Regions from separate parts of the Sus scrofa genome. Here region 2 is linked to region 1. A link is a contact called in public HiChIP or PLAC-seq data. All regions are on one chromosome and are shown on one strand. The core of a region is the stretch at or near the end of the contact, and the rest is flanking DNA. Distances in the headings are between cores, read along the strand shown.

What was found. HiChIP or PLAC-seq counts read pairs in DNA pulled down with a chosen protein or histone mark.
Region 2: an H3K27ac HiChIP or PLAC-seq map of skeletal muscle shows a contact between it and region 1. The contact joins two enhancer-like sites. A contact is called at or near these places in 1 of 47 Hi-C or Micro-C datasets (skeletal muscle) and 2 of 2 datasets of contacts at active chromatin or transcription factors (alveolar macrophages and skeletal muscle).

What each region holds. Positions count from the first base shown.
Region 1 is chr4:10,989,254-10,994,694 of Sscrofa11.1, forward strand. No RefSeq gene overlaps it. Among named protein-coding and RNA genes, the nearest start is that of FAM49B, 520 kb to the left of the region's middle. Within about 2 kb of position 3,313, at least 7 of the 83 cell types and tissues checked have an H3K27ac peak or open chromatin away from gene starts, as enhancers often do. A contact at or near this core is called in skeletal muscle, where this site is marked.
Region 2 is chr4:11,133,671-11,139,111 of Sscrofa11.1, forward strand. The region is part of intron 2 of LOC102158034 (a long non-coding RNA gene); the gene reads left to right. Among named protein-coding and RNA genes, the nearest start is that of FAM49B, 660 kb to the left of the region's middle. Within about 2 kb of position 2,966, at least 17 of the 83 cell types and tissues checked have an H3K27ac peak or open chromatin away from gene starts, as enhancers often do. A contact at or near this core is called in skeletal muscle, where this site is marked.

The DNA of each region.
Region 1 (5,441 bases), core at 2,063-4,562:
TACTTCACATAGATCAAGTACTCAATAAATGTTAACCATCCTCAGTGTTCCGAATTTATCTGATGCGATGACTTTCAAAACAATTTTGCCACCTTGCTCGGCAGACTACCTTCAGATGGACGGCTATATGCTGCTTTTTAAGCTACTGTCTCTCAGCTCCAAATCCATAATTCCATCTTCTGCTCTGCGATGTTAGCATTTGACATCTGCAAATTCTTTCTCCTTTGCTGTTGGCTCCCTGTTAGTTTCTCCCCCAAGGGGCACTTGAGAGAAACCAGAAGTCAGGAGGGGAGCATGGGGACCTGCTTCTTTCTCTTTGCTGCTGTTCTTCTCTGTGCTACCCCAGCAACTGCCCTCCACCCCAGGAGTAGCAGGTAATTCCAGGGTCCAGTCTCTTTCCACACATTCGTAGTTTCACTGCACTCCTTAGGGGAAGCCTGGCAGCATTTCTTCCTTACAGGACTGAAATTTAGTTCTAGAGGACTCTTCCTCTAAGCTCCTGAAGGGAAGAAGCAGCCAGGCAGGATGCTCTCTTCAGAGGATCTGAATCCTAGCTCCTAGTGGCTGAATCCTGCAGCCACTTCTCTGAGCTGCTGGTTTCTGATAACCCCAGCGTCTTCCCATAAATCAGTCTGAATATAGCTGCTCACTGCCACATTTTCATTGTATTAACATTCTTATTTTTATTTGTCAATCCACTAATAACTTTTTTGGGGGGCCGTGTCCAAGGCATGTGGAAATTGGAAGGAAGTTTGTGGGCCAGGGATTGAACCCATGGTACAGAGGTGACGAGCCACCGCACTAACAATGCCGAATCCTTAACTGCTAGGCCACCAGGGAACTCCCTGCAATAACTTTTTAACCAACTCCCCGTATTCATTTTCTCTGTTAAAATCTGTTTTCCCAACTGGGGCCTGATACAGAGTAACAGCACACCTAGAAAGAACTTTTGACTTTCCCCATGAAACGGGCCATGCTATCTCACTGCTTTCTGGCCCGGGTCTAATGAGCTCAATCTCTGCCACTGTCCCTTCCTTTCTTCCCATAACAAGGTCTCTGCCATTTTTTTTCTGTTGGAGTTTTTTCAAAGTTGATGAGTTAAGAGTCTTTTACCATTTCAGGCGATTATGAAGCATATTTCTTGTCCTGGATCAGCCTGATAGATTAGCCAGAGAAAGACAAAAATAAAGCCACTATCCTTTGGAGGTCTCATGAGTGGTGTTTCTCAACAAGTTGTTTTAAGCTTGGCTCCAGATCTCAGCAAACTGATCTTGGCTGTTCTTAATTTTTCCCTCTGTGAATTATAGAGGAATATAACAACACAGGACTCTTTCTGTTTTAAGGGACAAAAGTCTAGTTTGGTCTCTCTGAATGAAAAGAGAGACTTTGTGCCTAAAAAGTTTAGGCCCTCTGGTCCAGGCATAGCTGGACCTTATCATCAGGAATTTGCGTCTCATAGACACACAGTAAACTGAGCAGGGAGAAGAATCTCTGATTGGCGCAACCTCAGGCACATTAGTGAGGCTACGGGAGGATTGGCACATCACATGGAAATCAAGGTGTTGTGTCTAGAATAAAAGGAATAGATTCTGAGCAGGCAAATACAGCAAATGTCACCTACCACAGTATTGGTACAACTGGGTGTCAACACTGAGGCTTGGGAGATTTTTTTCTGGAAGATGCAATGCTTCACTTTCCCAGTAATGGCCACCTCTCTACACACATCCTTGTGTCCAGGGCAAGCCGCCTTGATGCTGGACACAGGAGTAAGTCCCTGAGATGACCCACCTGCCTGTTCTCTCACTCTCTGAGGGACTTTCTTTCCTTTTTTATTTCTCCTTCTGGAAAAACAATATGGTGAACGGGCTGATGGCCTGGGCTCTGACGCTAAATAGCCTATGTTTGAATCATGGCACCATTCTTAAAAAAAAAAACAAAAAAAACAAAAAAAAACAACTCTTTTGGCTACACCCATGAGATATGGAAGTTCCTGGACCAGGGATGGAACCCGCACCACAGCAGCAACCCAAGCTGGAGGACACCAGATTCTTAACCTGCTGCACCACAAGGGAACTCCATGGCACCGTTCTTATTAGTACCGAGACTTTGAGCAGGTTGCTCAGCCTTTTACATATCTGGATAATGGTACTTTTCTTTATCTTATCTACTTTTCTTTATCAAATACTACACTAATATCTTTACCATGAAGATGAAATAATTGTAAGTGCTCCAGCAGTGCCAGATATATGGTAAGTGATCAGTAGGTATTATTATGATTCTTATCCTCCTGCTGAAGCCCCTTCTAGAAAGCTAAACCACTGGTGGGCCGGACTGATCTTGTGGATGCTTTACTGGAACCATCCTCCTGTCTTCCTTAACATCCCCCAGACTTGGTCCCATCGGTCCTCTTTCCTCTTGGGAATACAGGCATTCTAATGAAGCATGTGAGTTTGGAAGGCAGGCCTCCCTGGGAATAAGTCCTGGAATTACCGGAAGGAATCAAAATACCAACCACGGTCATGGATGTCAGCCCTCACACGGAGGGCAGCATCTTGGAGACCCTCTGATGCACCGTGTGTTAATCACTGAATTACTGTGTCATGGGTGGGCCAGGTGTCCTGGTTTAGGGAACTAGGTGTGTGTGTGTATGCTGGGTTTAAATGCAGGAAGCACTTAAGGGCACTGCTACTTACCAGCCAGAATGGAAATACCCCAATATTCTAACAATTGGTAGGGCTCTCTCCGTGCATGCCTCCTGGTAAGAAATCCTGACTCCGTCACCTACTCATTCTGTGATCTTGGAGGTCCCTTACCTACCAAAGCCTCAGTCTGCACAGCATTTAGCATCACATGGGTTAGCATACAGGAGGTGCCCAATAATATGAGTGCCCAACAATACCTACTCTCGTTACTGTAGATTCCTCCATTCTCTGCCTCCATGTTTGTTCCAGCTTGGATTTTGAAAAATTTATTTGTTTTTTAATTTAACTATAGTTGACTGACAATTTTTGTGCCAATTTTGGCTGTGGGTTCCAGCTTGGATTTAAATCCTGTGTGTCCATTGACATTTTGGTACCAGGTATCCTGATTTCTGCCTTCAGCTGAGGAGATATTCTTCAGTAAGGATGGCCATCGAGGCTTCAGAAATAGAAGCTTACACTTAGCTTCTCAAATGTGGGTTTCATTCCTCCTCTCAGATTATTAACGTGCTCTGGCATTCAGATCCTCCTTCCCCTCCACGGTGCCCTGGCACAGACTTCGCAAGGTTCAAGCCAGGTCTGCATCACACTCTCAGATAAATCTCTGGCTTTGTCACACTGTCGAGCTGCTAATAAAGAGAGCGGGCGAGCATTGTAGCAGGGCTTTCTTTGGTCAGAGAGCCCTAATGGTGTGTCAGGATTATATAATTCACCCTCCTAGGGAATCCAAAAGAAAGATAAATTGTTTGGTTGGGAGAAATTAACCGTGGATTGATCCTATCTGTTTTAATTTAGCAGAGGATGGCTTAGACCCCTCCGAGGAGCAGATGGGCTATTGATCTAACAATAGGATAATCAGAGCGTCAAAGCTGGGTGAGGGTGAGGGTGGGGGTGGGGAGACTCTGGAGCACTTGGGGCTTTGCCAGGGTGGCCTTCTTGGAAGGAAAGTTATCCCTTAATTGAGCAAATGCCCATGCTTGCTAACGCCTCTTACTAGGGCAAGTGCCCCCGAGGTCCGGACCTGGCATGGGCTCAGAGGTCTCGCGCAAAGAGGCCACCTCTTAGGCTGGGTTTGCTGGCAGAGAGATGCAACTTGGCAGTGGAAGAAGGATAAACTGTGGGGGAGGGGATGTGGGGGGCTACCCCTGGGAAGACACTGTAGAAAGATGGAGACAGACAGAGGAGAGCTGGAAATTAGAGTCGGCTGGTAGAACTCAGGGACTGCAGGGTCTCTCTTTTCTGCCCGCCTTTTCTTTAAAGATGTGTCTGGGCCCCTCCCCCTGTCTCTTTATTTCTGCCTCATCTCTGGGATTACACCCCCAGGCCCCTGCAGCTGCACTGATGCTGTGGTCGGCCTGGAGGGGCTGTGATTACCCCGAGGAGCCAGGCTGAAGCTATGTCTCCAGCTGGGTCCGGGGCCCAGGCTGAGCAGGGTCACGCTGTCCCATGATCCTTGGTTTGTGACTAAGATTTCTCCTGCTGCTTCGGGAAGCTCCCAGATGGGTCAGGCAAGGTTCTTGGGCTGCCGCAGGGACTGCAGTGTCAGGACACCCTGACTCGTGAGCCCGCTGAAAACCCAGCCAAGGCCTGAGCATCAGAGGGCAAAGAGAGACATGTGGCCCCAGAGAAAGGGCAGATGATTCAGAAAGCGACACTTGGGGAGTGGAGTTTTACAAGCTTCCTGTGCCGAACTGGCCAGACCCTGGGTTTCCTTATTCTAATGACCCCTTTTTGGAGGATGGGAAGGATGGTGATAGGGGTGGAGTAGGCATAGGTGGTTGTAGAAGTCCCAGTAAGGGGCCATAGATAGAGAGGGAAACTTAGGGGACTTTGGGAGATCACTGTGAGTTAATAACTGCTCAAGGAGATCCCGTCGTGGCGCAGCAGAAACGAATCCGACTAGGAACCATGAGATTGAAGGTTTGACCCCTGGCCTCGCTCAGTGGGTTAAGGATCTGGCATTGCCGTGGGCTGTGGTGTAGGTCACAGATGCGGCCCGGATCCCGAGTTCCTGTGGCTCTGGTGTAGGCTGGCAGCTGTAGCTCCGATTGGACCCCTAGCCTGGGAACCTCCATATGCCGTGGGAGCAGCCTGAAAAAAGACAAAAAAACCCCCCCAAAACCCCATCCTGCTCAAGAGGGCCATCAGAAGGCAGGCTTGCCTGACTAATGGAGGCCCGAGTTATGCCTCAGGTTGTTGGGTGGGGGATGCGGTGAGGTCTGCATTGGGGTTCAGACCAAGGGCAGGAGTTGAAGCACCACCCTCTGCTGATTTGAATAAGCACCTGACCGTCCTAGTCTGACCCTATAGGGTCAAATACTCTCTTAGCGGTACCCCTGGGTTTCCTTACTCCAAAGACCCCTTTTTGGGGGATGGGAAGGATAGCAGGTCCAAAGAGCTGTGATCAGCTCTGGGTGATCGTTGATCAGACATCTGGATTCTGGGGAAAATGCAGGAACCTCACTGGGCTCATGAAACTTGCATCCTAGTGCGGAGAGAATGGCGAAAGAAAAACATATCTGACGTGTTGAGTGCTGGGAAGATTCTTTTTTTTTTTTTTTGAGATCCTAATATATAAGATTTTTGATCTTCATCTGAATATCAAAACGAAACTTTAAAATTAAGCATAGATGCTTTATATCATTAAGCTCTAAGTACTATATATCATTCTAGCTCAGGTCAGTTGAAGGGGCAGTTTTATAAATTTGTCTTTTCTGTTTTTTATTTTATCTATTTATTTAT
Region 2 (5,441 bases), core at 1,716-4,215, 140 kb after region 1:
GGTAATTGTCCCTTCGCACTTTATGTGGGGTGAAAGAAGCCACTCACAAAAAACCACATAATGTATGTTTCCCTTTACACGAAATAGCAAGAATAAACAAGTCTGTAAAGACAGAAAGTAGATTAGTTGTTTCCTAGAGCTGACAGAAGGGATAATTGAGAATGATGACTGATGGTCATAGTGTTTCTTATTGGGGTGACAAAATGTTTTAAAATTAGTTTGTGGTGATGCTGTACAACTTTGTGAATATACTAAAAGTCGCTTAATTTTACACTTTAAATGAACTTAATGTGTGGTATATAAATTGTAGCTGAACAAAACTGTTAATAATCAACCCTGAGGAAAAGATAATTCAGGAGTTCTTGCTGTGGCGCAACCAAATCGATGACGTCTCTGAAGCACCAGGACGCAGGTTTGATTCCCAGCCCAGGACAGTGGGTCAAAGGGTCCTGTGTTGCTGCACTGTGGTGTAGGTCATAACGGTGGCTCAGATCTGATCCCTGGCTTGGGAACTCCATATACTGTGGGGCAGCCAAAGAGAAAAATAAAAGATATTCATATTAGTTTACTCACAAGGAAAGTAAGGCCATATAAAGCCCAGTGTGTTGAGCCAGAATTCCAGTGAGACCCTAGCGGATTTCAAAACCCATGCTTTGTGACCATATATCTCATTTGAAGAAATGGATCTTACGCAAATCCCATTGCTTAATGGTAACAAATGGCAGGATCCAGAATGGCAAGTGATGCCCAGGAAGGCAACCACAGGGCATGTCCGTGGCACACTGAATCTCGAGTCCTTAATGAGAAGCCACGGGATGGAGGAGGGAGTTCAGGAAGCGCTTAATAATCCTTCAACTTAATTTGAATGTTTGTCGTCGTCTTAAGGAGGCTGTGAAGGTGATGACCCTGCATTTTATCCCCAGCCGAGAAATAAGGAACTAGATCCTCAGATTTTCTTTCCTCTTTCAAAAAAATTGAAGTACAGTTGATTTAAAATGCTGTGTTAGTTTTAGGTGTACTGCAAAGTGATTCAGTTATACATACCTATATATCTGTTTGGTTTTTTTTTTCAGATTCTTTTCCCTTATAGGTTATTACAAAATATTGAGTACGCTTCCCTGTGCTCTACAGTAGGTCCTTGTTGGTTATCTGTTTGATATTTGGCAGCATGTATCTGCTAATCCTAAACTCCTAATTTACCCCTCCCTCCTTCCCCCTGGGTGATGATAAATTTATTTTCTATGCTTGTGGGTCTGCTTCCGTTTTGTATATAAGTTCATTTGTATCACTTTTTTAGATTCCACAAATAAGCAATATCATATAATATTTGTCTTTCTCTATCTGGCCTCACTTAGTGTGATACTCTCCAGGTTTGTCCATGTTGCTGCCAATGGGATTATTTCATTCTGTTTTATGGCTGAGTAATATTTCATTGCATAAATATACCACATCTTCTTTATTGATTCATCTGTTGATGACTTTTAGGAAGCTTCCATGTCTTAGCTATTGTAAATAGTACTGCAGTGAACATTGGGGTACACATATCTTTTCAAAGTATAGTTTTCTCTGGATGTACACCCAGAGTGGGGTTGCTGGATCATATGGTAATTCTGTTTTTAGTTTTTAAAGGAATCTCCATACTGGTCTCCATAGTGGCTCTACCAATTTACGTTCCCACCAACAGTGTAGGAAGATTCCTTTTTCTCCATACATCAGAGAGTTTTTCTCTTTTTTTTTTTTAATTTAATTTTAATTTTTTTGGCTGTGCCCCGCTGTGGCAATGCTGGATCTTTTTTTTTTTGTTTTGTTTTGTTTTTTTTAGGGCAGCACCCATGGCATATGGAAGTTCCCAGGCTAGGAGTTGAATTGGAGCTGTAGCTTCAGGTCTACACCACAGCCATAGCAATGCAGGATCCAAACCATGTCTTGGACCTACACCACAGCTCACAGCAGTGCCGGATCCTTAACCCACTGAGTGAGGCCTGGGATCGAACCCAAATCCTCATGGATCCTAGTCAGGTTTGTTAACTGCTGAGCTACAAAGGGAACTCTCAATGCTGGATCTTTAATCCAGGAACTTTAATCCAGAAAACCTAACTCTGGTTTTCTCAAAGTCACATCATTAGCAAGTGTTTGGACATTATACATTAAATACTATAGTTTTAGGGTTTTCCCATTTTCTCTCTGCAACACATGGTATGGAGACTGTACCTCTTTATCATAGCAGAGTTTACTCATATTTATTACAATTAACTACCTAAATGAAAAATAACTCTAATCGAGTTGTTTCTCATAACAAGCCACAATATATCATGTTTTATTTCCTTATAGAAGGGTGACCTTCAAATGGTGCAAGTGACTAAATAGGTAAACAGATTTAAGCTATTATAAGGACAGTAAAGATAGCCGGAATGTTCCATGACACAGACCCTGTAACAACTCTCTTCATCAAGAATGTTCTGCATTCACAAGCTTATTGTCCTCTATTTCTGAGCATGAGTGTTTAAAAATAGATCCTCATTAAGTCTGTAAAGACTCGCCCTTCAAGTATTAAGGTCTCAGATGTTCTTGGCACATACTGTTCTCGTGACGTAGACAAGAGTTGGGTGTGCCAGGCAGGTCAGCCAGTGGACCGTTCTGGCAGGCTGGTTGCCCTTGTTGGGTGAAATGAGAGAAGAAGATTGGTGTCAGAAGCCTGCAGATAGGATTTATAATCTCAGGGAAATTGCTGTGCCTGCTGAAGCCCTCAGAAGAGGAGCCCGTGCTGAGAGAGGTCACTTTCACTTCTCGTGTCTCATTTGCCCTGGGTAATTTTGGAGACGCATATTGCTATCTTGATTTTAAAGACAAGGAAACCGAAAGCCAATGACGTTACAGAGCTTGGTCAATCTTGCAGAGATATCAGTGGCAGCCTTAGCTATTGAACCCAAGTCTGTCGAAAACTGCAGACGGTGTTCTGAATGGCTCCATGGCCTCCCCCACTGCCTCCTGAATGCTATGACCTCAGCAGTGTCCTGGGTCCCAACACTCTGAGCAACAACTGGATCACTATCCAGATAAGAGTACATCTTTTTTTTTTTTTTTTTTTTTTCTCCCATTTTTGGCTGCCCCACAGCATACGGAGTTCCCAGGCCAGGGACTGGATCAGAGCTGCAGTTGCAGTTGTGACCTAAAGTTGCAGCAACGCTGGAGGATCTTTTTCTTTTTCTTTCTTTCTTTCTTTCTTTCTTTCTTTTTTTTTTTTTTTTTTTAGGGCCGCACCCGTGGCATATGGAGGTTCCCAGGCTAGGGGTTGAATCGGAGCTGCAGCTGCCCGCATACACCACAGCCACAGCAATGCTGGATCCAAGCCGTGTCTGTCACCTACACCACAGCTCACAACAATGCTGGAGCCTTAACCCACTGAGCGAGGCGAGGGATCAAACTAGCATCCTGGTGCCCAATCCCATTGCAACACAGTAGAACCTCCCAGAAGCACATCATTTATCTTGCTATCTCAAGCTATCTTGTCTTCAAAGGAAATAGCCTTGAAAAAGCGGGAAACAGACAAAGTTCCGTCTCTGCCTCTAACCACATGTAGCCTTGGGAGAGAAAGTCAGTCCCTCTCTCGGAACTTTGATCCTTTCATCTTCTGACGTGGATCTGCTAGTCTTTCCCTGCTAATGTCACGAGGTTATTGTGAGGACTAAAGAGAGTCTCAGATGCGGAGGGAAGGTCAAAACAGGGGCTGTCCTTGATTCATTCAGATCCATGACTCGACACTGACTCAGACACATCTGGGGGTTGGCGGTGATGACCACTTCTCCAATCCCCGCTCGGTGCTTTGTTTCCTCCTGTGATCCCATTTCCTGCCCCGTGGCCACCACATGGCAAGTGCTTCAGCTCTACTCCCTGTTGCAGTGTGAGAGGGCAGACAGCCAACTAGCAGTGTTGGACGCTGACAGACTAATTCTAGGTCATTAACAATCGACAATCCAAACGTCACAAGTGCTTTTGCCTTGAAATTCTTCTTATAAAACGGGGGCTCGTGATCTGGAGTCCCATTCATGTATGGGCTCAGAGAGCTTGTGAAGCACCTGAAATTGCATGAAAAATTGTCTATGTCCCTATGTGACTTTTTCTGGGTAGGGGCGTGAGTTTCTGTCAGAGTCTTAAAAGATCCACTATAAACCTTTGTTCTCGGAGATGCAGTTTCACCACCATGTGACAGCCACCTAAATGGACCCTCCATCTCCTCCAGCGGTTGCTACTGTCTCCAGACCAATATCCAGCGTATCACTGAGTCCTGATGTCTGATGTCACCTAAAGCCGAATTTCCTCCAGGTCCCCTTTTGTGGTTGAGACTTTCATCATCCATTCTCAGGAGTACTGGAATCTTTGAAAGGGTCTTCCTGACTCTCCTTTGTTCCCTCTGAACCATCTTCTTCAGTTGCGTCACAGAGACCTTTCCAAAACACATGTGTAACCTGGTGCTTCCTGGATTCAATTGTCTTTCTAGTATCTCAGTGCCAAGCCTGACCTCCTTACACTTCATCATGGCCTTCAAGGCCCCCAACTTCCCGGCTTCATTCAGCTTTTTAGCCATATCTCTCCCCACCTCTCGTCTGCGGGCCGTAGGAACTCTGTGCCAGGTAATTTCATACAGTTCTATGCTGATTTTGCTGTTTCCTCTGTCTAGGATGCCCTCTACCTTATGCAGCTAACAAACTCCTTCTCAGTCTTCAGGACCCAGCATCACAATGTCGTCTCCATCATGAAGCCTTCTCTTTATCCCCACAACTTCCCTGCCCTAGAATAGTGGGTCACTCCTTCCTCCATGTCCCAAATCTCATCTCTCTCTCTTTTTTTTTTTTTTTTGGCTGCCCCACTGTATATGGAATTTCTAGGCCAGGGATCAGACCTGAACTGCGGCTGCAGTCTATGCTGCAGAGGAAGCAATGCTGAATCCTTTTATCCCACTGTGCAGAGCCAGGGATCGAACCTGTGTCCTGGGGCTACAGAGACGCCTGCAGGTCCTGTTGTGCCACAGTAGGGACTCCCCAGATCTCATCTCTTATATGAGTGTTTCTACCAGGTTGTGTTTCCTTAATTCCGTGGAAACTTCTTCTGCTGTTGTGCTCAGTCTTTCACATTGTCAGAGGTCAGGATGAGCAAGACCAGTCTTCGGCAATAAAAAACTCACAGTGCTATATAGTTTGTAAATAAACATTTGTTGAATAAAAAAAACCAATAGTTTCATAATTAGTGTTGAAATAGGCAACACTGTAGACAACAGGGAGTGGGACCTGGGGTCAGTGTGAAGATTTCACCATGCTTGACAAGTCACATCTCCCATTGGTTACTGCTTTGATCTGTAAAATGGGAGTAGAAGGTCAATAATCATGTATTGCAAATAATTGGATCATTGGATATGGGCTAGTGTATTGGAAAGAGCGTCAAGT